Regions from separate parts of the Mus musculus genome. Here region 2 is linked to region 1. A link is a contact called in public HiChIP or PLAC-seq data. All regions are on one chromosome and are shown on one strand. Each heading gives the region's core, a stretch centred on a gene start, on an enhancer-like site or on the middle of the called end of the contact. The rest is flanking DNA. Distances are from core to core; before and after follow the strand shown. Region 1 holds the start of St3gal5 (ST3 beta-galactoside alpha-2,3-sialyltransferase 5). Region 2 holds the start of 0610030E20Rik (RIKEN cDNA 0610030E20 gene).

Region 1 (6,606 bases), core at 543-3,042:
AGAGTGAGCGGCTCTGCAATCTTTTTCCTGCTATAGTCATTCCAGGCAGCTAGCTAGTGTCTGACCAGCCTTGGCCAACCCACTGGCTTTAGCCACATGTCAGGCTTTCTTCCATCTTTTTTTCCCTTTCTAGACTATTTCCAGTGTCCTCGCTTTAAAATCATACAGATTTGTTGTTTTGGATAGCCATGAAAGTAGAATCCACCTACTCCGTTCTTTCCTATGTCTTTATTCTTGGCATTGACTACCCAGAGAGCATCCCCCAGTTCCCAGGCGACCATGTTCTACTCTCCACCCTGGAGAAAGAGCAAAGAGAGCAAGCTGCTGTAAAAAGGAAAACTGATAACGGCTCTTGGCTCAGGGTCTAGGATCTTCCTTCTCAAAATGAGAGGGTTATTGTTCGGTAAAAGATGGATAGCCATGCTTGATTGGGGCTGGAGAAGGGAGTTCTAAAAGCTAGCCCAGGGCCTCTTCCTGTTTGTACAGGCTGACAAGCTTCCACTACAAAGCTTCAATTTTCTCAGCTGATACACAGATCTAGCACGGGACCTTGAGCAGACCCAAAAAGGAGTTTGCTATGCAGTCACCAAGAAAACTGGAGCTGTTATCTTGGAAAGCGTGCCTCCTGACTATCAGAATGCCCCTTTGTGGTTAAATGTTCTTGAGGTCGAAGGCAAGCTATTCCAATATAACAAAGACTATGGCACTAGGGGATTTCCCACACACACATGCAGTAACAAAGGGTCTGCATCCTCAGAAGAACTTGGCTACATTATATCATTTACTCTGCGCTTTGGATCCCTTTCTTGTCGGCTTTTCTAGAAGATCATGGGGAAAAATATCCTAAAAGGGAGATCCAGTCCGGTTTTAGGCCTTTTTAATGCACCAATTTTGGGATTTATTAAATGTGTTTTTAAAAATCGTATGGCATTTCCTTTCCAAAATAAGGTGTGAGAGGCCAGGGCCTCTCTAGCTTTCAGACAAATAAGATTTGAGCGCTCCAAGCCCAGGTTCTGTTCCTGCTTCGGCCTCCAAATGACTTCAAAGCTACTCACCCTCAGTCCCACACAGACCTCAGTTCCTTCTCCTGTTAAAACAAGTTGGTTGGCTTTGGTAACTAGCACAGTAACAACCGTGTAGCCTAATCGTTCTCAACCTTCCTAATGCTGCGACCCTTTAATACACTTCCTCAAGTTGTGGTGGTAACCCCTGACCATAAAAAGTATTTTCGTTGATACTTCATAACTGTAATTCCACTACTGTTGTGAATCGTAAATGTAAATAAACGTGTCTTCCATTGGTATTAGGCGACCCCCAGGTTGAGAACCGCTGATTTAGCTTGTCCTGGTATTTGTCTCTTGGGTCTCAGGAACCCAGGACCAGTAATTACCTGAAGACCAGTGGGCAGCTGGCGAATAAAGCACGTGACTACGTCAAGCCCCTTAGTTCCCCAGCTCCGACTCCTAATTGGATGCTCAGTCAAAGCCTTTAACCGGTCCAGAGCCACCTTAGGTTCTCCGGAACGCCTTCCACTATCTAATCACGCGCAAGCCTGGGGAGAGTTGAAGAGATCCCCGAGCGCGGGGCACCCTCATCCTAGGCTGCCTGGCGCCCCACCTACTTCTCGGCTGGAGTTGTCCCGCTCCCCCTCGCACTAGCAGTCGGAGGGGGCGGGGGGACAGTCCGCTCGCAGGCGGGGCCTCGGCGCACTCTGATTGGTCTCCCTTATCCTCGTGACGCGCGACCCCGCCCCCGCCTACCCCCACCCCCCTCAGCATCCGCGCGGGGGAGCGGACTGTCCGGGGCTGAATTGGCGCGAGCGCGGCGCCGGGGGCTGGCTGGGGCGCGGGGCCCCGGGCTGGCGGCTTGCCAGCGCTCCCTCCCTAGCATGCACACAGAGGCGGTGGGCGGCGCGGCGCGGAGGCCCCAGAAGCTGCGAAGCCAAGCAGCGGCACCTGCCTGCCGAGGTACGTGGCGCAGCCCCCAGTCGGCAGAGCGGACACCGGGGAGCCCAGATAGCGGCGATCCGCCTTTGCGATACCCCAGGCCCAGCGGCTCCTCCCCAGCCCTGCGACGCCGGACGCGCCTGCTAGGGGACACGGGCGGAGGGTCGCGGCCCCTGGCTGCCTACATGGGCGCCCCCGGCGCAGCCTGCGCAGGTGTGGACGCGGCGCTGCGGGTAAGGATGACCTGCCCCGCGTGGCAGGTCCAGCCAGAGTGGCCCTCTTCACGTCGCTTGGTTCTGGGATTTTAATTCATTGCTGGAACCTTCTGAGCCGGCAGAGTCGAATAGACTCAGTGTCTCCCTTGACTGCTTTGGGGAACCTTGTACAGGGTAACTAGTGGCGCCTGAACCCTCCTGGTGCATCCATGTGGGTAGACGTGCAGTGTGAAAGTGGGTAGCTTTCTGCTGGCAGAAATTCACTGGTGACCTTCCCTGCCCCCTCTCTGCGGCCAGTCCTGCGGAGGAGACACATTGGGAGACCGTTTTGGTTTCTTGGAAATTTTAAGCTGTGTCCTGACGAGGGGACGCGTTCTTTGTGCGCTGTTTTATTTGTTTGTTTTGCGGAGAGGGTGTTAGAGAACAATTGGTAGGACCCCAGTAAATGAAAGCTCTTGTCCCTACTGCACATCAGCTGGATGACCTTGGCAGACACTGATATCCTCCTGTGGGGAGCTTGCTCTCCAGGTCTGTACTGGAAGACTTAACTTGCTGTTGGCTTGGGTCTCTTCCACAATGAGTTTGTGGTTTTAACCATTTAGAATAAATATGTCAATTGGCGAGAACTCTGTAGAATCACTAGCTGACTTGGAAATGAAATTTTTATACCTTTCCCCCCAGTAATTCAGTCTTAATTCACATATATGAATTTTGCCTTTGCAAAATTAGGTGTAAATGTAAGTAGATGTACTTAAAAGGAGGAAGAGGCATTTTTATGTGTTGTGCTTTTTCTGGGACCGATGGGTTTCAGGTTCCTTCAGCCAAGAGCTGTGCTGGGTTTTAGACTTACAAAGGAAGGAGACTCACACTCATCTCTGCCCTCTGGTGTCTAGCCAAGCCTTCCCTTGGTTTATGACTGTAAATCCTCTTCTACCTGCAGCCCTACGCAAATGCTGGGCCTGAGAAGAGGGATTTGTCTGCTGAAAGAAAGGACCAGAAAAGTAGGTTTTGGTTTCTTTTGTGTAATTCCATATCCTGACAGCTCAGAATGGTTTCTCACATTGCTGGTTGCAGGGCTAGGAATTGTCTGATTTCCAAGTTTTTGGTCAAGAGAATATTAATATGAGCTTCCAGAGCACTGTAGTCAGAGTGCTGCATCTCCTGACACTCATGTCTGCTATGTGGTCGGTGCTGTGGCTATCAGGCTGATAGTGTTTTCTTTGAGACTTGAAAAGAAATTGAGATGATTGGAGGTTTGGGTGGCTGTTTTGTTGGTTGGTCGGTCCGTTGGTTGGTTGGTTGGTTTGGGTTTTTGAGTCGGGGATAGCATGCTGTTCAGGCTGGCTTTGAATTCACTGGTGCATCCGAAGCTGGCCTTGAACCACTGATCCAAGTGCTGGGATCACAGACTTGTGCCAACATGCCTGGCTTAAACAGAGTAAGAGGAGGTGTGACAAGGCTTCTGGAAAATGGCATGCTGGGGGCTGGCAGGAAATTCTAAAAGCACACATTTATGATGATTCTGCAAATGCATTCAGCTTGACATACACTGGTCACTGCCCCATGTCATCAAAACAAGTCAAATGGGTGACTGGACAGGGAGGTAATCAAGAAACACACCTGTCGTTGGCTTGCCTCCTCCACCTCTTGCTCCCTTACTGGGCTTGCAAAGTAGTAGAGAATTAGCAGCTGTCTCTTGGCAGATTAATGGTGTGCTGGGTAGTTTTTAATGTCAACTTGATGTAACTTGGAATTATTTGAGAAAAGAAAGCATCATTTGAAAAAAAATGCCCTTACCAGATTGTCCTGGAGGCAAGCCTGGGAGACAGTTTCTTAAGTGGGGAGGGCCCAGCTCATTGTGGGCTAGTGGTCCTGAGTTGTATGAGAAAGAAGGTTTAGCAATCTCTGGGGACCAAGTCAGTAAGCAGTGTTCTTCCATACTCTCAGCATCAGCTCCTGCCTCTAGATTCCTGCAGTGTATCAGTTTCTGTCCTAACTTCCCTCAGTGATGGACTGCAACGTGGAATTGTAAGCTGAAATTAAACCCTTTTTTTTCTCCCAGTTGCTTTGGGTCATGGTGTTACAGCAGTAGAAACCCTAACCAAGACATGTGGGGAGGAGAAAGAGTCACCCTCCACGTCTATCTAGCTTTAGAGGAGGACTTTATTCTGCTCTGCTTATGGAACCAAGAGAACAGCCGTCACCCTCCAAGAGCATGCTCTTCATTCCAGTCTGGCTGGGAAGGCTTGGCATAGAAACAACTGGGAATATATAATATATATATATATATATATATATATATATATATATATATATATATATATATATACAATAACAGCGGAGGATGGAGAAGCAAGGACTGGATCAGCGTGGGTGGCAGGTGTTAGCAGAGGGGGTGTGGGAGGAAGCCATAAATATGGATGGTGGCATTAGAGCTCTCCCGGGAGAGAAACCCAGGAGCACTCCCATAGAGGGAATTAGTGGGGTGTGTGAAGGAGCAGGGGGAAAAATGAAGTGAGAGGCTCCATCAATCGGTATTAACTTACCTGAACACCAGATGAGGTTTGTTCCTCTTTAAATGTTGTGTAGGTACTTGGAGCACGTTTGTTCATTTCAGCACTTGGGAGATAGAGGCAGGGGGATAGGAGGATTGGGAGTCCAAGATCAGCTGCTGCTATAGAGCAAGTTAAAAGTCAGCTGGGGTATAGGAGATGCTGTCATGATAGATACACACACACACACACACACACACACACACACACACACACACGAAGCCAGTGAGATGGCTCAGTGGGCTAAGGTGCATGCTGCCTAGTGACCTGAATTCAGTCTCCAGAGCCCACACAGTAGAAGGAAAGAACTAACTCAGTTCTCTCCTGACCTCCACGTTTAGAAACGTGTGTAGGGAAAAGCAGAGCCACCTAAAGTAACATGTGCCACCCTCAGATCAAGGGACAGAAAACACCAGGACCTGTGTCCTACCCAGTCAGTCACCGCCTCTCCTAGCAGTTACCCTGGTCTGACCTGCTTCTCTCACACCGTGCTGACTTGGAAACCTGTGGCGTGTGTCTTCCTTTATAAGCACTAAGTGACAGGGAAGGAGCAGGGAACCCCGTGCTGCCTGTGGTTCAGTGCTGTGGCTCGCGGTGGTCACAGGGTAAGTTTGGTGCCTCTTGTCTGTCATCAGTTGTTGAATGTCAAGCAACTTCCAGTGTTTGTCCGCCCCAGGTAGTGCCGCTGTCACTGCTCTGCAGGTGCCTGGCTTTGGTAAGGCATGCCTTGAGTGTGTTATGGGAACCTGCAGGGCAGTAGGACACACACCCCCACCCCACCCCCCAGGCAAAGCTCTTTTAGTCTAGTCTCAGAATGAACCATGGCGGGAGCTCCTTCATCCTCAAGGATGAAGGCAGCAGTTCCAGATGATGGTGCTGGCGGTGCTTTTTCAGTAGGAAGTCTCTGCCAGGCCCTGTTCTATGCGGCCCCAGGAAGATCAGTCCTACAGAGTCCTGGCTCTCCTTGGGTCTTAGCACAGGGCAGGCTGAGCTCCAAGAGCCTCTTGAAGTGGAGAATGTGTCTAGTTGACCACTTAGTTTGCTCTTAGTCTCCACCCAGCTGAATGCAAACAAACCTCCACCCAGTCTGTTTCACTTACCTACAGGAAAAGCCTTTTCTTGCTTGAGTTTTTAAGCAATAGAAAGCATTTTGACAATACGCAGGGGTGAATTTTTGGATCATGAATGAACCCCTGTACTCTGGCATTCTCTTTTCCCCCTCAGGTTTAAAACCATCCGGGGTTATAATAGGTTGGTATCATGTGACTGGGTTTGATAAGCTCAACAAACAGCGTGTGAAAGGTCTACTTTATGAATAATAAATACTTAAGTCTTTTTGAACATTGAAGCCACTTTTAAAGGTGTTTGTTTTCAGGCAAGGGTTCGTAAAATCCAGTCTGGCTTTGAGTTTTGACTCCCACCCCCCTTCCGCCCCCCAGTGCTGTGGATTACAGGCCTGTAGTACCATAAGACTATCATTGTCATAATGGTGGGCTTATGTATATCAAGAACCAAGTGTTTCTCTTAGAGGTTGTCACCATCCTTCCTGGCTGTCCTGTCCCCTCATCTGTCTTTTCAACGTCTTCTAGCTTGCTGTTATTCACCCCTGCGTGTTTATTTCTCTCTTTATCTGGACTGGCAGGCAGCGAGAAGTTCAAGGGGATGAAGTGGCTTCTGATCTTCCCTTCTCTTTGCTTGCCATTTTCTGCAGTTGAGATCTTAGTCAGCGAGGGTTATCTGCTGGCACAGGCTGCCCCTATCTTTATCTGTATGTTCCTTCTGTTTGGGTGCTCTCCGGTAGAAACAACCTGAGCCATACCTATGATTTAAATTTTTCTAGTAGCCTCCCTTATGGAAAGGTAAAAAGAAGCTGGCAGGGACTAGAGAGCTGGC
Region 2 (6,871 bases), core at 2,471-4,970, 250 kb after region 1:
TACATATATAACCAATGAAAGATTAATTTATATATTACATAAAGGAATCCAGGCAAGTGAGATGGCTTAGTAAAGGTGCTTACCAGCAACCCAACTATCTGAGTTCAATCCCTGTGACACACAGGCTAGGAGAGAAAACGGACTCCCACAAGTTGCCCACTGACTTCCACACATACACCATGGTACATGCATACACATAAATAAATGCCAGGCATTGGTGGTGTACATTAATCCTAGCCCTTGAGTGAGTAGGCTAGGTGAAATCTCTGAGTTTGAGGCCTACCGACAAAGTTCCAAGACAGCCAGGGCTACTTAGTAAGAGCCTGCCTAAATAAGCAAATAAATAAATAAATAAATATCAAATGGGCAGGAAAAGTATCATGAAATATATCACAAGTACTAAGATAAGCTGAATATCCTTAAATCTACTATTAGTACAAGAACTGTATTGGTTCTGAGAGTTAATCCTAATGTGTTAACTCTAACTAAAGTTAACCCTAATGTGTTAGCTTGACACAGCTTCATGGATGCTGACAGAAGCCACATGATCACAGACTAAAACAAAGAGTCTACTACAGCAATAACAGTACCCTATTATATGACATCTTTGCCAGATCCTAGAGTTAAGTCCCATAATAGAATAGAAAAAGAACCAGTGCTCATAGTGGGTTGCCTTACAGAAGATCCCTGCCCTTAAAGAAGATTATATCTTCTTGTGACCTTACTCCCTACCTATTGCTCTATGGAATAATACTATCTGTCTCCCAAGGCTGGTCATTACATCAGCATCCTTTACAAGACAACATGGAACAACCCCCATGCAAAACCCAGGAGAAGCATTAGTGTCTCCAAACTATTCAACTAGTACAAAGTCAATACTTGAGTTGAGTGCACTGGGACTCAACTAATGGTCTTATTCCAAAAATTACAACATGACTCTGACTCTTAGGAATTTGTGGGGGGTGGGGGGGAACGGAGAAGGGTCCATCTGTACAGTCGTCAGTAGAGCACCTGACCCACGTAGGCTATACGTGAATAGGGAGATGCTGTGATGTATTATGACAGGCAATCCAGCCTGCTGGATTCAAGCCTGGTCAGGGAGGCAGAAGAAAGGAAAAGTAAAAAGCAGACAAAAACTGGGCATCTCAGACTTCAAGAAGGGGAAGCAAGAGTCTAAGGCCATCTCTGGTTACAACTTCAAGTTCCTGAGACCCGTCTTTAAAAATATAGGAGGAGAAAGAAGAAAGCAGGCGAAGGAAGAGGACGCGCCCGGCCCGGCCCCGCGCACCTCGCACCTCCCGCTCGGGCTCCGAGTCTTCATCGGCCTCGCGCTCACGCTTCACCCGCACGACCGGGAGCGCGGGCGCCGGGACCTCTCGCGCAGCCGGCTCGGCCTCCCGCTTCACGCGGACCGGGCTACCCCGGGAGCTCGCCGCCTCGGGCTCCTTCTCACGGTCTCGCTCCTTCTTGATGCGACCCGAGCTGCCACGAGACTCGGACTCACGCTTCCCGCGGGTGGAACCATGGGACTGCCGCTTGGACCGGCTAGACATCGCCACCACCAGTTAGGAGCTTCCGCGCCGGCGCCGAGCACGGGCAGCAAGCAGCCAATCAGAAGTCGAGATGGCCTCATAGAAACGCAGCGCGCTACGAGTCGCTGTGAGGGACAATACAGGCTTATAAAACGTTATAAGCGCTGCTGGCCCAACCGAGATAGTTTCGAACATATTGTGTCCTTGTCCAACATCTCTTCACGGCTTAAATAGGAACCTTTCACAGGCTACTTTCATTTTAGGGAAAAGGAAGCTAGCACTCCACCCGAGATAGCTTCAGGACAATTTGTGTCTCGAAACGACGATCCAGAGATGTCCCCTGATCAGGGACTGATGACCTACACAGGAAAAGGAGTCAGTATTCCCAAATTAACTCCTTCATTCAGGCTTGTACCTGGGAACTTCAATTAGTATCATATTTAAAGGGCTCTTGAAATGAGTTTGCAAATACTCTGCTAAGGCGCATTTATTGTTTAGCTAATAAAACTTCAAATTCAGCCTTACCACTGAGTCATGCCTTAGTCCCTGCCTATTTGAACAGTTCCATCGAAGTATAATTGATATACAAGATAGTACACGTTTGATGTGTCTAATTTGCTAAATTGCGATGTATGAACACTTACAGATTCAAGAGAAGAAACTTGTCTCACCCCAGAAATGTCCTGTGCCCACGTGGAATCCCACCCAAACCACAATAGTGACTACATTTCCTAGAATTTTATGTTCAAGTATGAGTCGGTGTTTCCTCTTTCTGACCAGGTCTCATTCACGTCTAGGGTAAGGCAGTCTGTTCCTTTACTTTCAATATAACAATTCCATCAAGCAGATGCACTTGATTCTGTCACTGCTCTAATAAGTTTCTGATGTTTACATTTTAAACTGAAAACTTGGAAAGCTATACTCTCAGGATCAGGCAAAACAAATCCCAAAGTTTAAGGCCAACTGAGCTACATAGTTAATTCAAGACTATCCTAGGCTACATGCCAGAAGGAAAGAAACAAGAGAAGGCTATGCACTATTAGACCCTCAAAAGCCTTGGTTCCTCTCATGGTCAGTTAAGCAAGTGGTCTGGACACCAGCAGTGCAGCTCCAATGTGGCTGAAATAGGGACTGGGTATGGGTGGGGAAAACTTACCTACGTGAGCACTTGTCTGCCTCATTGCCTATCAGAGACAGATGTTTTTAGTATGTCCACTAATAAGCAAACAAACGGAGGAGATTGGCTCAATTGGTGAGAAAGCTTACTGTCCAAGCATGAGTCCAAAACTCCAGCACCCGTGGAAAAAGCTGACAGTGGGCTCATGCCTATAGTCCTAGCCATGTGGGAAATGGAGACAGGAGGACCACTAGGGCTTGGTGGCTGTCAGCTGAATTACAGGTTAAGTGAGAGGCCCTATCTCAAAGGAACAGGTAGAGAATACAGACAAGAGCACCCAGTGTCGTCCTCTTGCCTATACACACACACTACAAAAACAAAATTAAGGAAACCTAGGCACATTTAGATTAAAGAGTCAACCAAGTGGCATATATTAACATGTCTTCTTTAATTCTGCCATAAAGAAATGTCATTTGTAGGGAAATGGTGAACCTAAAGATGTTAAGCGAATTCAGTATAATTTAGAAAGAGTAATCACCAATATTGCATGTTTTTCCCATATGTAGGACCTAGATTTTAAGTGTGTATGTGTGTGTGTGTGTGTGTGTGTGTGTGTGTGTGTGTGTAAGAGGGGAGAGAAGGGGAGAGAACTATAGGAGGCAAGGAGGGGGTCTAAAAGAAGATGGAGCAGAGGTGATGGAGATGACAAAATATTTCTCATGAGCAGAATCTAGCTTTAAAGACAGGAGCAAAGTAGATACACACAACACATAGACACACGCATATGATCTCATAGTGAAGTTTATTATACTAAAGGGCTAGGAAAAGAAAGTCAACATCTCTAGACTAATAGAATGCATTTTCAGTATTCGTGGATGACTCGAATTTTTAAAAATAATTTCCTGGTATTAGCTATATATACTCCTTCTTTCGTTCAGGTGATACCACAAAGTAAGAGGACCTCCAGCTCTACGGGCGCTCACAGATGAAGGTTCTCAAATTTCGAAAGCATCTCTGCTCCGCTGCGCCTGGCCCTACGCAACCGGAAAAAGGGCATCGGAGCCGGAAGCCGAGGTCGGCGGCCGGAAGTCATGGTCCGCAGCCGAAGGCCCTAATTCCGCGGCAGTTGTGGCGGTTACGGCGGTTCTGTACCCAGCATACGAATGGAGGCGGCCCAGGATCACGGGCCGGGGTTGTGCTGCAAGCCCGGCGGGCGTCTGGACATGAGCCACGGCTTCGTACACCACATCCGTCGGAACCAGCTCGATCGGTACCGCCCCGCCCCAGGCCCGGCCCGGCCCGATTCGGCCGGGTGACAGCGCCTGACTCCCGCTCGGCTCCCCGCAGGGACGACTACGACAAGAAGGTGAAGCAGGCGGCCAAGGAGAAGGCGAGGAGGCGCCACACGCCCGCGCCCACGCGGCCCCGCAAGCCAGACCTACAAGTGTACCTGCCGCGCCACCGAGGTGAGCCGCCGCCTGTCGCCCGCCCGCCCGCGGTCCCGCCCCCGGGCAAGCCCCTCTCTCTGCGTCAGGGCTCCTGCCCACCTGGCCCTTACAGCAGCCACTGCATCAATAGCAGCGCCCCCTGGGCCAGTGACCCCAGTTAAACTGCACTGTTATATAAGGTAGCTGGGACCCGGCCAGGAAACGCTGTCCACCAGTGTGATCTATCAGGCTGGGTTTTAATATTTCTGCCACCTGGAAGAGAAAGTGTGGCAGGGATTTAAAAAAAAAGAAAAGAAAAGAAAGATCAGTACATAAAATGAAACAAACCCAGTAAATGGCCTTTTCTTGGGCTTTCTGTGACCATGAACTCATGTTGACTAACATATGACACTAAGTTTGTGGGCTGTTCTTTACAGAGGGGTTAGATCTTGAGTACATTATTGAGTCCGTAGGACGCTGTTAAGCTGAGGACTCTTATGTCTGTTTCCCTAGCCAGAGAGGTGAATAAGGTGTCCAACATCACAGACCTAGTAAATGGCAGAGCCTGGATTTGAACTGAGGCAGAGCTCTGTCCATCCTTTCAGCAGCTTCCAGTGATATTTGCAGGAGACATATGCAGCTTATACTTACTTTTTAACAGATTGTGCTGGAGTGGAGGGAAGAAGTTAAAATCCTGATTGACAGCTACATACATAACACACACACACACACATACACACCCAGGGTCTGTTGGAAGCTTGGAGGCTTTCTTGGTGCTGTTTTTCTGATCATTTCTGTGGGCAGGGGTTTTAGCAGCATACCCCCTCTTCCCTCTCACTCTGGTTTGCCCTTACAGATGGCTCCACCCACCCCGTGAACCCAGACTGTGAGGAAGCCAGTGAAAGCAGCAGTAGTGGAAGCTCCGAGCTAGAGCCTCCTGGCCGCCAGCTCTTCTGTTTAGACTATGAGGCGGACAGTGGCGAGGTCACTTCAGTTATTGTCTATCAGGTACGCCTTTTGGAAACAGCTGCAGCGTGACCGTCCTGGGCCATGACGGAAACTACCACCAGTTCCTGAACCGCTGTTAATCTCAGGGCCAGTGGGAAAATATGTCTTCCCAGCAGATAGTCTCAGCACATAGAGATTCCTAGTTGGGGGAACAGGGAAAACTTGTGACCCTCAGTTGAGAATCACTGTTACAGGGGACTCCTGAGAAACAGAAGCCTTAAGCCAAACAGTTCTGTGAGCGTGCTGTCTAGGAACAGAGCAGCACTTGTTTGAGGGAGAACCAGGCTCTGAGCTTCCTGACTCTTCCTCCACGTAGGACGATGATCCTGGAAGGGTGAGTGAGGCAGTATCAGCACACACACCTCTGGATCCAGCCATGCGGGAGGCCCTCAGATCGCGAATCCAGGAGGAACTTGCAAAACGCCAGAGCCGGCACTGACGGGGCGGAGGCAGGATTCACTGCACTTGGCAGAATTTTGCCCAAGGAGCTCACCCCTAGTTTGGGGGGTGTCAGGATGAGTCCATGTGATCTTCAGGGAGCCTGTCCTCCTTCTCTAAGCTGCTGTATCCACAAAGGTCTTGCAGGACCACATCTGACCTGTCTCTCAGCAGCCATTTTTCTTGTCTCATTCATCTAACCTAACATTCTGGAATTTTATGACAGCTTTGGCTAACTTGGTGTTTTGGGAGCAGAGACTTTAGGGAGAGCCAGGCTTTCTGAAGCTTTTGCCTGTGTGGTGCTGTCTTGATGAGGTCGTTTGTCAGGCCCCTTCATGTTTCTGCTTTCTTCCACTCATCTTTGCCTAGGCCTGTTTTCAGCTGTCACTTTTCCTTTCTCCTATCTTTTTGCCTTAGGTAGAATCTATGTCCCCCACCCCCAGCATGACTGTTTCTCTGCCACTCAGGAATTTAGCATGGGACTTCTGGGAGCCTGCCTTCCTAACAAGGTCTCCAAGTACTTCTGATGCCAATAAACAGGAGAGCTTTGGTTTTGAGGCCTCTTTGGAAGCACATGTCCTTCCCCTTTTGTGGCTTGCCCAAGCTCCTCATAGGCCTCACTGCTTAAAACTGTCTACGTAGGAGACCCAGGAAGAAGATGCTGAGCTAAGCTGCAGTCCTTAGTTGAAAAACCTGTCCTGCTACTCGTGGTGGCACATGCCTTTAGTCCCAGTACTCAGGACTCAGGAGGTAGAGATGGGTAGATCTCTGTGAGTTCAAAGCCAGCCTGGTCATATCAACACATCTAGTTCCAGGACAGACAGTGGTTGAGAGAGCCTATCTCAAAACAAAACAAAAAAAGAAGAAGAAGAAGAAGATGAACCCGCCTTGGCTAGGCTTACCAAATTCACCATCTAGCTGTAAAGCAACTACCTTCTGCTCAGACTAAAGGGGAATTATCAAAGCAGTCTTAAAAGTAACTCTTCAATTGTAGTTTAGCAATCTTGAATGAATGAAGTTGAGAGAGTTGACAATAGCTATAATTGTTCTGGGGCAGGAGGGCTCTAGTTGCAAAAAAGAGAGAGTTGTGAAGAACATCACAGAGGAAGTGAAATGGCCCTTTCTCTGCCCCATGCTTTCTTTCCTACCTCCCAAGAATATGTCTGAGCCTGATGAGACACACTTTAACCCCAGCATGAAAGAGGCCAAAGTATGAGGACTGCTGCAAGTTAAAGACCAACCTAAGCTGTCTCAAGAAAAAACTAAATAAATGTAACTTAGGTCCTTTGGGTAAAGATCCCCAGACATAGCATTTTTCCAACGGGGGACATGTTTTTCAACACAAGCTT

Evidence for each region. HiChIP or PLAC-seq counts read pairs in DNA pulled down with a chosen protein or histone mark.
Region 2: a FOXA1 HiChIP or PLAC-seq map of pancreatic cancer cells shows a contact between it and region 1. The contact joins the promoter of 0610030E20Rik here to the promoter of St3gal5 in region 1. A contact is called at or near these places in 3 of 39 promoter capture datasets (the C10 cell line, hematopoietic stem and progenitor cells and pre-B cells), 1 of 484 Hi-C or Micro-C datasets (embryonic stem cells) and 2 of 115 datasets of contacts at active chromatin or transcription factors (embryonic stem cells and pancreatic cancer cells).

What each region holds. Positions count from the first base shown.
Region 1 is chr6:72,095,816-72,102,421 of GRCm38.p6, forward strand. It overlaps St3gal5 (ST3 beta-galactoside alpha-2,3-sialyltransferase 5), which reads left to right and starts at 1,793. Exons shown (of 7, transcript NM_001035228.2): 1 at 1,793-1,967. The coding sequence starts at 1,889.
Region 2 is chr6:72,343,597-72,350,467 of GRCm38.p6, forward strand. It overlaps 0610030E20Rik (RIKEN cDNA 0610030E20 gene), which reads left to right and starts at 3,721. Exons shown (of 4, transcript NM_026696.1): 1 at 3,721-3,919; 2 at 3,997-4,115; 3 at 4,933-5,084; 4 at 5,401-6,871. The coding sequence starts at 3,813. The coding sequence ends at 5,523. Usp39 (ubiquitin specific peptidase 39) reads right to left here and starts at 1,579. Exons shown (of 13, transcript NM_138592.4): 1 at 1,289-1,579. The coding sequence starts at 1,553.